Linked DNA regions of Pogona vitticeps: region 2 is linked to region 1. A link is a contact called in public Hi-C data. All regions are on one chromosome and are shown on one strand. The core of a region is the stretch at or near the end of the contact, and the rest is flanking DNA. Distances in the headings are between cores, read along the strand shown.

Evidence for each region. Hi-C and Micro-C count contacts between places; a contact is called where the count stands out from the background.
Region 2: a Hi-C map of muscle shows a contact between it and region 1, with 6 times the contacts expected there. The contact joins the promoter of LOC110086643 here to the promoter of LOC110086634 in region 1. A contact is called at or near these places in 2 of 2 Hi-C or Micro-C datasets (blood and muscle).

The regions. Positions count from the first base shown.
Region 1 is chr11:5,317,970-5,324,072 of PviZW2.1, reverse strand. LOC110086634 (ras-related protein Rab-6A) reads right to left here and starts at 3,249. Exons shown (of 7, transcript XM_072981093.2): 1 at 3,029-3,249; 2 at 218-276. The coding sequence starts at 3,110.
Region 2 is chr11:5,700,709-5,706,331 of PviZW2.1, reverse strand. It overlaps LOC110086643 (DNA excision repair protein ERCC-6-like), which reads right to left and starts at 3,540. Exons shown (of 2, transcript XM_020807707.3): 1 at 3,382-3,540. The coding sequence starts at 3,425. It overlaps CHMP1B (charged multivesicular body protein 1B), which reads left to right and starts at 4,612. Exons shown (of 8, transcript XM_072981529.2): 1 at 4,612-4,755. The coding sequence starts at 4,740.

The sequences.
Region 1 (6,103 bases), core at 2,000-4,499:
AAATAAATATGCTGGGGTTTTTTAACTGCAATTCTAGATATAAACAGAATTCAGAGTTTCAGCTGTTCGCTCTTCATCGATTTCAGTTTGGAAATTACAATGTCCTTAGTGCTAGTCCATAACATTTTCATCCCTCCACTGACAAATATGGTAAAGTCCAATTTATAGCTTAGAAATCCCTAAGAATTTCAGGAAGGTTTGGCACATTCCCACTTACTTGGTAAGTGTTGTCAAAACTGTCGTACATGAATCTGGTAATCAAGGAGGTCTTTCCAACTGCAAAAGAGAGGGAAGAAGTTATTCTGCGTGCATGAGCTGGAAAGCAAGATATTCAAAACACTTCCTTGCATGACTGGAAACTCTCTGCCACTTGCCATCTTACGCTACTCCTCCTTTGCAAAAGGCCCATTCAACTTACAAAGCACAGCACTAGACTCTGGGTCTGTTGATCCCTTTAGATATGGCTAGACAGAATATTTTATTTACAGGTATGATTTCAGAGGAGCTACAAAAGGAGCACCTGATTAAACTTGCCACAAGAGAATAAAAAGGAAAATATATATATATATATAAAGTTAATGTCCTTGCTTTCCCTCTGGAAATGCACTGGGCATGCTAATGAATGGAGGATTGCTGGAAGTAGAGTCGATCCAAGCGAGCAGAATGTGAAAGGTGACAGTAAAAAAATGGACATTTGGGGTTTTTTTTAAAATTACATGATTAAATAATGTATTTTTGAACAGTGATTTAAACTACTAATTTGATTTAAGTCAAATCTATCCTGAGTTACCCTTCAAGTTTCCTTCTTTTTCCTTCTACCAAAATGAGATCAGCCACAACAATCATTTGAGAATTATTGTAATTACAGAACTAGTGGGCAGAAGTAGCTTGTGCTGAAATAAAGCTTGGCAGGTTAGAAAACCACATGGCTTCAAGCCGCCCGCTGTTTCTATATTGTTCCTTCTCTGGAATATTCCATGACTGACTGCTTAGCTGTCTCCTTGTGTTTTAATACCATATATTTTGAGCAGTAGCCAACAATGCAACTCAAGAGCACAGAAAAGACATTTATGCAAAACAGCCGCAGCCTTGCCCTGTAAAAGATCATTTTAACTTGGCTTTATTATTCACACACTTGGCAATTAAGTGTCCTAGCAGATGTCCTCTGTTACCAGTGAGAATCAATTTGTGTGATCAGTTGAGATGCCGAAAGGTGAGGAGATCATCATCTGACAGGCTCAACACCACAAGCATTTCCTGCTTCCATGTGCCAAGAAAGCAAAGTCTCAGGCAAATGACCTGCAATGTCCACACTGCCCCAGGATGCCCCATGCTCCGGATGCTGACACGAGTCAAATCTCTGATGCCACAAGAGCAGCCTGAAGAAACCAGCCATTAGAGGAAACAAGGACTGGAAAATCAGCCCTGCTAGGTAGACCAAAACATAGGCAGGAAAGCAACTAGTCATCCGCCTCCAGGATTTCCTCTCCATGGAGATCCCTAACAGATTGTGTTATAATGAGTACTCAACACTTCTATTTTTGATGAGCCAGAGACTGGCAAAAGGTTCGGAAGAAAAAGCTCCAGAACCCGGCCAAACAGCCCAAAAAACCTACAACAACCATTGGATCCCGGCCGTGAAAGCCTTTGAGAATACATCTATTTAGTTTTTGCAACTCCTACACCGTTGAGTACACTTTGCTCATCTTAAGGAAGAAAAGCAAGATTGTAAGGGATAGTAAACTGTTTTTCCTGGGAACCTGGCACTTTTTAGTCACATTATGATATACACTATATGCGGGGGGGGGGGGGGGCGCGATTAAGAGTGGAATAAGACAATTGCCATTTCCTTTATTCCTTGAAACACACACTCCCATCTTAAATGGGTAGACAAATGGAAATACTAAAGAGTGGTAGTCTCACCTCATTTCACCTAAAGGAACTGAATCAATTTAGAAACAGGAGTACAGGCTGAAGCCTTGCTTTGGATAGTCAACTGCAGCTAGAGCAGACCCTCCTGAATCAATGGAACTTACGACTCACCAAAGGCCCATGGACTCAATTAGCCTACTCTAGTGCCAGTTACTACATTAAGCAATGGGATTTTAGCTTGATTTCCTTTCCCCACCCAAAGAGCAGCAATTTCAAGGAGCAGGGCTACGTGGATAAATTTAAATGCAGTCCTCTCCTTGCAAAGGGGTGGAGAAATCACTCTCATGGTTGCTTCTGCTTCCAGCCAGGTAGGGGTGGCTGCCTGTTTCAAGGAGAGACACCCCCCCCAAAAAAGTGGTCCTTTCAAGACTGAGAAATTTATTTTAGCACAAGATTTAGCTGGATCCAATCCACCTCTTTCCAAGCATGCCATGCAATAATAATATATGCACCCAGGAAGTGGACTTGTGCACAAAAGCTCCCATTACAACACAGCAGTTGTGTTGCAAGTCTTTCCAAGTTCAATGTTATTTATTTATTTATTTGGTGTTTATTATTTTGTTTTCCTTTGCTTTTTTGGCCTGAGATGGCCAGCGCAGACCCACACAGATACCTCTTCTAAAACTACATATTATTTCTTTCTCTTCCTAACCACCCCCTTACAAATATTCTTTTTTTCCTGTTTTTAATTTCGTCCCTGAGAGGCGGGAGGACCCCTGCACGTTTTAGTGATTGCTTCATCTATTTGGGCTCGACTTGTTTAAAATGATTTTCGCCGGGCCTGCCTCCTTTCAAGAGGGGGGACCCGAGGCAGCTCGCCTTTAAAGGGTATTTAAAGCTGGAAACCCTTGAGTCTACCCAGGCAGCTGAACTCCTGAGGAGACGGAAAGCTGAAAGCAAGGAGATATTTAAGATATTTAAGAAGCGCCAAACGCCCTCCCCCCCAACCGCTCTGAGGAAGGACGAACGAAAGCAAGGCTTGGGGAGCTGTAACGGCAAAGGAACGCGTTAACGGGAACGAGATGGAACGGGGGGGAGGGCCTGCCCTGAGGGAACGCCGCGGTCCCGCCCGCCCCCGCCCCCGCCCCCGCCTCACCGCTCTGCTCGCCCAGGAAGACCAACTTGAACTTGCGCAGCGGGTTCCCGAACTCGCCGCCGGTTCCTCCGGGGGCAGACATGGCGGCAGGGCCTCGGAGGGAAAGGGAAGGAAAGGCGAGGCCGCGGCGGCGGCGTCAGGCACCCAAGAGGGCCGGGCCCAGACGGGGACGAGGAGACGGAGGGGCGGCGGCGACGGCGGGCAGCACCACCACCAGCGGTTCCCTCAGCCGCCTCACCGGCCCGAGTGCGTCACTTCCGCCCCGACGGTCCTGACGCGAGGGAAGGGGCGGGGCCGAGGGCCAGCGGATGAGCTCATCGCGTTCAGCCGGGAGACGACGACGACGCTGACGTCACGGGGAACGGTTTTTTCCCCCCCACCACCCTAGAGATAGAAAAGTATAGAGTGGATAGAGGATGGGAGGAGCCTTTGTGTCTCACACACACACACACACACACACACACACACAAAAGACCCCCCTCTCTCTCTCTGTATAGTATATAGATATATGTAAACACGCACATCACCCCCCCCGACCTTTATGAACCCTACCCTTTGCATCTGTGTGTATGTACTGATATATGTACAGTGCATGTGTATATATGCTGGGTGTTTGGACTACAGTTCCCATCCTGAAGGGAGGGATGCCTAAAATGGCCTATGGCCCTTTTCTGGGGTGTGTGGGGAGAGGGCTGGCAGCCTAGTTGACCTGGAGGAACCCTCGTTTTTTATAAATAGCTGAGAGCAGAGCCTATCTGGCCAGGACTACAACACCCATCAGCTTCAACTCAGGGGAATTGAACTCAGGTCTCCCGGGTCCTTAAGTAACATTTCATTCATTCTACTCCTTACAGAGTAGTCAATTGACTAGATGGGCGGGGTAGAAATGAAATGAAATACATACATACATACATACATACATACATACATACATACATACATACATACATACATACATACATACATACATACATACATACAGGCTCTCAGAGTTTCATCCTGTAACTTTTACCTTTTCCGAGCGTGATCATAGTAACATTCACTGAAAGCTGTTTCAGAAACTTCGGCATTTATTTCCTCTTGGAAAAGCTGCTAAATTTGTTCATATAAATGTGGTGTGTAATGACTAGATTATAAACTGGGAAGATCTTGGTTGGAACCCACTCTCAGTAATGATCTCCTAACATGTCCTTAAACAAGCAATCTTAATCTCATCTGACTTGTGCTACAGGTTAGAAGTAAAGAGAGATTTACACAATGATTGCACAAACCACCACGTTTCGTTAGGGGACAACAGGGCTGGAAGTTATTAGGATCTCATTTCTTCCTCATATGTTTTGTGCTGTTGCTTTTTTATCTCATAAACTGATTTCTGAGGCTTGCGTTTATCTTTTCCCATGTTTCTTTCCATTGCTTCCTCTTTCCTACACTTAAATAACCAGATGTGGCAGAAAGGTTTTATTTCTGCACCAACTATGTACACCTTGTCTTCTATGAAGGCAGTCTTTAATCGTAATTCCAAATCCCATCTTCTATATGTAATATGGATTGTCTAGAGATTACAACTAGATAATGCATGTGAAGTCTTTTGAACATCTGAAAGTGTTGGCATTTATTGCAACCTCAACATACGAGGTTTGTTTTCCTGGGACTGTCAATCCGTCAGCATTAACCAATCATTCTCTCCTGTCTTTGAAATTCAAAGGGAGCCCCGCCTCTCTGCTGAGAGTTCTTTTTCCTCAAGAGAGTTGTTAATGTCCATTGATAGTGGTTTGTAAAAATGTGTGTTATAAGTATACTGTAGCAGAATAGTTAAAAACAATCAAGTTGTTAGTTAATATACTGTTGATGTAATCAAATTGTAAGCAAAATGAACCAGTTTTGTTCTTTAAATTATTAGTGTCTCAGAGTGAGTCACTGAGACTGTAAGTGCCAGTTCATGAGAAAACGGGTTGATTACCTGGGAACTAATAATATGTGAATCCTGGCACTTCCATTCCCTAGCTGAGAAAAGTTAACTACAAAACTTCAAAACTCTGCAACAGTAAATACTAAACAAATACAGTATTATTTGTTGAATGTCCTTGTGTTATCCTAGTTTGGTCATTGTGGAAGAGTTATGGCTTACATGGCTATTACAAAATAAAATACTCATGCCCTCTGCTGGATTTCAATTGCTCACCCGAAGTAATGGAATCAAACAGAGATGAGCAGACGGAGGATTTTCCGTGGAAAGAATATATAAAGAGCAAAATGAGCATAAAGTAAGACTTCAAAAAGTATAAACTCCACCACGAAACCCATCATTTGGGATGAAAGGAAGACTGTTTTTCTCTCAAAAAAATAATGTCAGCCACCAACAGCACCACCGCTAAGTTTAGTTCTTTGCAACTTTATTTTTTAAAAATGAAATATTCAAAGTACTTTGTCTTTCAAATGTCAACACATCATATATTAAGTTTTAACTATCTACAGCCGGTCATTGTCATGGATTGTAGAAAAGACATGCTTCCAGTCTGAAAACCAGAGCAAAAAAAAACGCAACAAAATGTTTTCACGGCAGCTACTGAACACAATCCTCTACCGTATGGAGCCTCTGTTCAGAGCAGGAATACAACACTGGAATCTGTTGTTTCTAAGCAACAAGGCCCAGGCCATTTCCGATTACAATTTCAGTAAGATTAGAACTGTGGTTGTTAGACGGAATGGAACATCTTGGCATACATTGTAAACATCATTACTTCCCATGATATTATTATTATTATTGAAAAATAAACCTAGTACTTGATATAACACCATATGCTAGGCTTTGCTGAGTGTTTACCGACACCTTGTTTATCAGTTTTGTTATGGAGAGTTGTGGGATGTGAAATATCGTCAAGGACACACATGGTTATACTAGTGTTTATTAAGAGGATAACGTTCACCACTGAATCTAAGAAAAGGTTGTAACTGGCAAACACAGTCTCTTCAACTGATAATATTAGTGGCAAGAGCCAAGAACAATCCATAGTGAAGCTGAATTCGATGGCTACCAGTTTCTGTTCAAGATCTGTGTAAGCCACCATGCTGTAT
Region 2 (5,623 bases), core at 2,291-4,790, 380 kb before region 1:
CTGCTAATCTACCTAATGTTTCATCTAATCTACTTTAAGATCTCAAATGAAAGTGGATTTAATTGCTGCACAGGAATAAGACACACTTCAAAACCTACAGGTGGGCAATACTTTTATCAGGCTCAATTACAAATTCCCAAAATACATGACTTTTCATGTTCACCAGAAATCTCATGAGACATTTTTTTTAAAAAAAAGGAAAGTTGGGGAGGGGATGGAAATCCATAAATTTTGCTAGGTGTTTTAAACCACAGTGCCTTGGCATTAAATCCAGGGCCAGGGTAGAAATAAGGGCCTCGATGACTCAGAAGACTCGAGCAGCTGCCGCATAAGCTCCAGCAAAGCCCACTAGGATGAAAACAACTTGAAAGCTTGCTAAAGGTATAGCTTTTTTTGTCGTTTCGAAAACTCCACATTTGGCCCTTCGGGGGATGATCTATCGCCGGACAAGGACGTTTGCCAGCCTGCACAGAACCCCTGCATTAACCATTTCTCTGCCCCCACCTTTATTGGGGCTTTTGCATCTGGTCAGTTGCATCTGGTGGCTGGAATACCTACCCCCCCAGCCTCCCCTTGCCCTGCAGAAGCCCTTCCAGCGGGGAGATGGGGGGCGGGAAGGACCACAGCCTCTTTGAGGAAGGACCGAACAGCAATGATGATGACCGGCCATTGTTCGTCCATTTCCTGGCCAGATGTGGGTCTCAGGCAAACAAGCACTGTGGCCTCTCCCATTCTTTTCTTCCTTCCTCTTGCTCCATCTATAAGGGTTCCTGCCCAGTATTGGGGAGGGGCTGCTGTGATGTTGAGGGAACAGCAGGGAACAGGGTTGGCGTTTCTTCTCTACCTCCAAGGGTCGGAGAAGGGCCCCCCACACTGCTTTGGCTAGAGGACCTCACCATCAATATCGAGCTTTGTTGCTCTTGATGCGTCCGTTGGGACGGTCTCTATGCTTCCGCTGACGGCTGTATGGTTGACCTGCAGTTCTATCCTCAGGTGGCTGCTGTCTTAAAGAGTTTCCAGAGAAAAGTCCAGCTATCTGAGCCTGAGATCGAACTCAGGTGGTGAGCAGAATCTTCACTGCAGTACTGCAGTTTAACCACTATACCACTAGGCTCTGGGAAAAGGGAGTTAGAAAACATGGCCATCTTCTTGTTGGGTTAGCCAGCACTCATAAGGTAGCTAGTTGACTCTCCGGTTCATTAAGGCCCCAAGTGCCCTCTTGGAACCGAGTTTAATACAGTCTCGGTGGCTTAAAATGTCTAGCCAAATTTATCCTTTATCCAAATGGAGGCACTGCTCACCTATGGAACATGTGCTCCATTTTAAGACAAAGCCCAAGACTTGTGGGTGACAGGTAGATTCCCCCTCCTTTCCTCCTTTGACAACCAGCAATAAAGAACTCAGCACTCTAAACCTTTTGTGTAACATAGCATTAGAGCATAGGACAGTGAACGTGTCCTTATAAATAAATGCTACTAATTTGTGTGCGGTGATTTAGAGTTGTGGGAGGCTTGTGAACTGGAAGTTCTTAACTCCCTTTACCATAGCTTACCATATTTTTCGCTCCATAAGACGCACCTTTCCATAAGGCGCACCAATTTTTTAGGAGAAGAAAACAGGAAAATATAATCCGTTTTCTTCGCTCCATAAGATGCGCAGACTTTCCACCCCCCTGTTTTGTGGGGGAAAAGTGCGTCTTATGGTGCGAAAAATACGGTAATTTCATTTTTGCATATTTATTTTACTTAGTTTTACAAAACCTTTTAATGTTCCAACATCCGTTTGTTATCTAAAGCTGAAGTATTTGATACAGTGGTTAAAACTGGGGTTCAAAACTTTCTTAGGCTTGATCCTCTTTGACAAGCATTCCAAACTTATAAGCCATTCAGACATTCCTCTTCCAATAATTTTATCGGAGATACTGCCACTGAGGACAAGCCATCTCTGAACTTTTTCAAAATGAACCAACTTATAGCGATCCTGATAAGGGCTTCCAAGGTATCGGAGATATTTAAGCAGTGGTTTACCCGTTCTGCTCACTCAGTGAGTTTTCATGCCTGAGCAGGGATTCGAACCCAGGCCTCCTGAGTCATAGTCTATCACTCTATCTACACCACACTGGGTATCATTATGCCACATTCCAGCAAAGACTGAGTGATACAACAAGCTATGCACTAGGAAAACATGTCATTATTGTTCTCAGCTTTCCAAGTAAATGTTATAGTGCTAAATATACATTTTAAAGTTACACACATCATCCCAGATATCCTAATCCTGGTACCGCTGATTTACGGATCTTACATTCCATTTTAAGACGGGTGTTGCTGTTATGCGTTATCAAGTCACCCCTGACTCATGACGGCCTCATGAATGAATGAGCAATCTCCAAAATGTACAGTCCTCAACAGCCTTGCTCAGCTCTTGCAAATTCAAGCCTGTGGCTTCTTTTAGGGAATCAGTCCATCTCGTATTGGGTCTTCCTCTTTCCCTGCTCCCTTCCAACTTTCCCAGCATGGTTGTCTTTTCCAGAGAATCCTGACTTCTCAGAATGTGCCCAGATTAGGACAGAGACAAACTGCAAATCACGCCCCACTGGTTGAAAATCACAAGGTAAGTCTAACAGATTATAGTTGGAGCTGGAGAGACATGGGTTCAAATCCCCATTTGGCCTCAAGGTGTACTATGTGACTCCAAGCCCCTCAATCTCTCTTATCCTTATGTCCCCCTTTAGCACAGCTGCATCCTTCCTTTCTAAACCAAAAATCCACGAGTAGAGCCCATAAAGTCCTAACCAGAGAGACAACAGCAGCGCAAGCTCACGGCATGGCATTGAAAAACATACTACTCTGAATGGTTGAGAAAACCAAAGAAAGTGAATAACGGCTTTACTTTAGGTTTCGATTTAACCTGCATAGCCAAAACAGAGATATTTATTATTCTTTCAAAACACCAGTCAGTCAAAATTATAAAAAACATTGACTGGTATTATATAAATACAGATACAAGTTTTAACCCAAAACCTAAGTATTTTGGTTTTAAAATAAGTTGTTGTTAAGATATTTTTGTTTATTGGTTTAGGATTTTTAAAAAATACTTCCCCCCATGCACACGTGTTCTGGGAATTATAGTTAAAAAATAATAATTTTCCAGCCTCTGAGCTGAATATTAGTCATTCGTGGTAAAAAGGATTAGGCGAAAAGTGTCCAAAATAAACATATATAATGTTTATTTAATATTTAATGTTTATATATTCGAGTAAACATTAAATATTTAAATAAACATTAAATATTTAAAATTTGTATATTCGAGTAAACATTAAATTCATATACATATATGCAGATCCACCCGCCCCAAATCCGGTGCAGTAAGTGCTTCATTTACCTCCGGTATTGCTCCGCCTGGGCAGGATCCGCAAACTCGGCCATGACTGAGCAACGGGAAAGAAACACTTCGCGTAGATTCAAACCTGCGCGCCAGGACTTCGCCCCGCCTCTCTAAGCCTATCACGCAGCAGTATGTAAATTTCTGGAGGGCCATTAGCCATTCACAGCGGCTCAAATTTGCTTCCCCCCCCCCTTGTGGATGTCGTCATTCACAAGAAAGCGGGGCCTCGCCCATTCATGTTTATGCCAGTCATTGACACTCGGCTGCCTCTCCGTAGAGACGAAAAAAGTAGAGGAGCAAGTCAACGGTTTGGAGGACGTGATTCCGGGTTTCTTCTCCGTCTCCCCTCCCAAATAGAAAGAAGAGTCCTGTGTAGCACCTTGAAACCGTCAAATTGAGTATTATTAGGGTGTCAGTTTCTGGATGGATGGGTGCATTTCTATTTCCTCCTCGCGCTCCACAGAAAGGCAGACTCGTTGCCCAACTCTCACCTCCAGCCAAAGCATATTCGTTCTAGTTCAGAGACTCGAAATGTCCGGTGGGATGACTGGCGAGGACTCAGGAGGCCTGGGTTCGAATCTCCCCCGTGCCATCTCTCCCTTACCTTGAAAAGCCTTGCCAGGGTCGCTGTCAGTCGGTCCCGACTTGACAGCACGGAACACACACACAGCTGAATGAAGCCGGGTGCGGAAATTGTGGATTTGCAATGCTACAACCTTTTACCGGAGAGTAAAGTCCCTGGCTGGGGCCCCTCGTTACTTCTGTTTTGACTCTTACTAATTAGTTACTAGTTACTTTTCGTTCCCCAATTTCGCCCCAGGACCTCAACCTATAATGCCACAGCCCCCGCCCCCCCTTCAATCCACCCTCGCCTTTTATGGATCCAACACACCAATATTATATAGTAATTCGAGTCGTTCCTTTGCTCCTTTTCACAGGCGTTACGGTATTTTCATTTTAAAGGCACGGCCCCTTTAAGCGGCCGTAACGGCCCTCTGCAAGACGACACCCGATTGGCTGAGAGCGGCCGGGAAGAAAGAAGAGAGGCGGGGCGAAGCGATTGGCCCCTTGTGCGTGGCGTGGGCAGAGAGCAGCGCTGTCATTGGTTCGGGGTTGCGGCGCAGGCGCATTTGTATCTCCCTAGAAGGCTCTTTCTACCCCCTCCCCGGCCATCCAGCTCGTCTCCCTCGGATCCTCCAGCCGTTCTTTCCAGGCCCGATGGGGCCACGTGACCGGATGCCGGGGGCGGGCTGGGCGGCGAAGGAGGCGGAAGCAGGAAGTAAGAGGGGAAAAAAAGCGACAACAACACCCCGGATTCGGAGGAGAGGGAGCCGCGCTCGATCCCAAGCGCCGCCATGTCCGCCATGGAGAGTATCCTTGGGGGGGGCGTCCGAGGGGAGGGGGCGAGCTTGATTGACAGGGGCGGGGGGCGGGGCTACTCCACAACAAGCCCTCCCAAATCCCTCCAGTCAGGGAAGGGGGCTCTTAGGACACCCCCACAGTAAGTGTGTGTGTGAGAGAGATAGTGTGTTAGTGTGACTGTGTGAGTGTGTGTGTGTGAAGTGTGCCACTTCCTCCCCCCCCAATTGCATGAGGTCCCTTAAACCCAATGACAGGGAAGGGGGCGCCCTCTTGGTGGGAGGGGGGCAGCCCCATGGGACACCCCCCCTCGTTGGTGAGTCCCCGACTAGAGGTTTCCTGAGGGGATTTTGCCTTCTGCGGGCGTCTCGCCTTCCTTCCCCTGTTCGGTATGCACAACAACCCTGTGAGGGAGGCCAGGAGGAAGGACAGGGGCTGACCAGCTGGGCCCACTGGGGTCGGGGGGGGGGCTGAGCCAGCCCTCCGGCCAGTCCAAACCTCTCCGGAGGCCCTGAAACCCACACACACACATACACACCATCTTGGCAGGGACCCAAACATGGGTGCTGATGTGGGTCCCCATTTTGAACGCGTCATTTGTTGGACTCTTTTATTATCGTGCGATATGTGTCGTTTCTGGTTTTGCCTTTTAATGACTTCAGATGCCTCGGGTAAAGATAGATATAGTATTTTGAATTAAGTAAATAATATAAGCAGCTTAAAAGCGTTTTTAAGATTTTAAATTATTTGTCGGTACACAGCTTGAGGAGAACGGAGCCCGCTCTGCCTGTCTGCTACAGGCCGGCAACACAATACCCACAGAGGTGTATTTGTGTAGAGAACAGGAAATCACAAAGAGTTGTAGCCCACAAATCAAGAA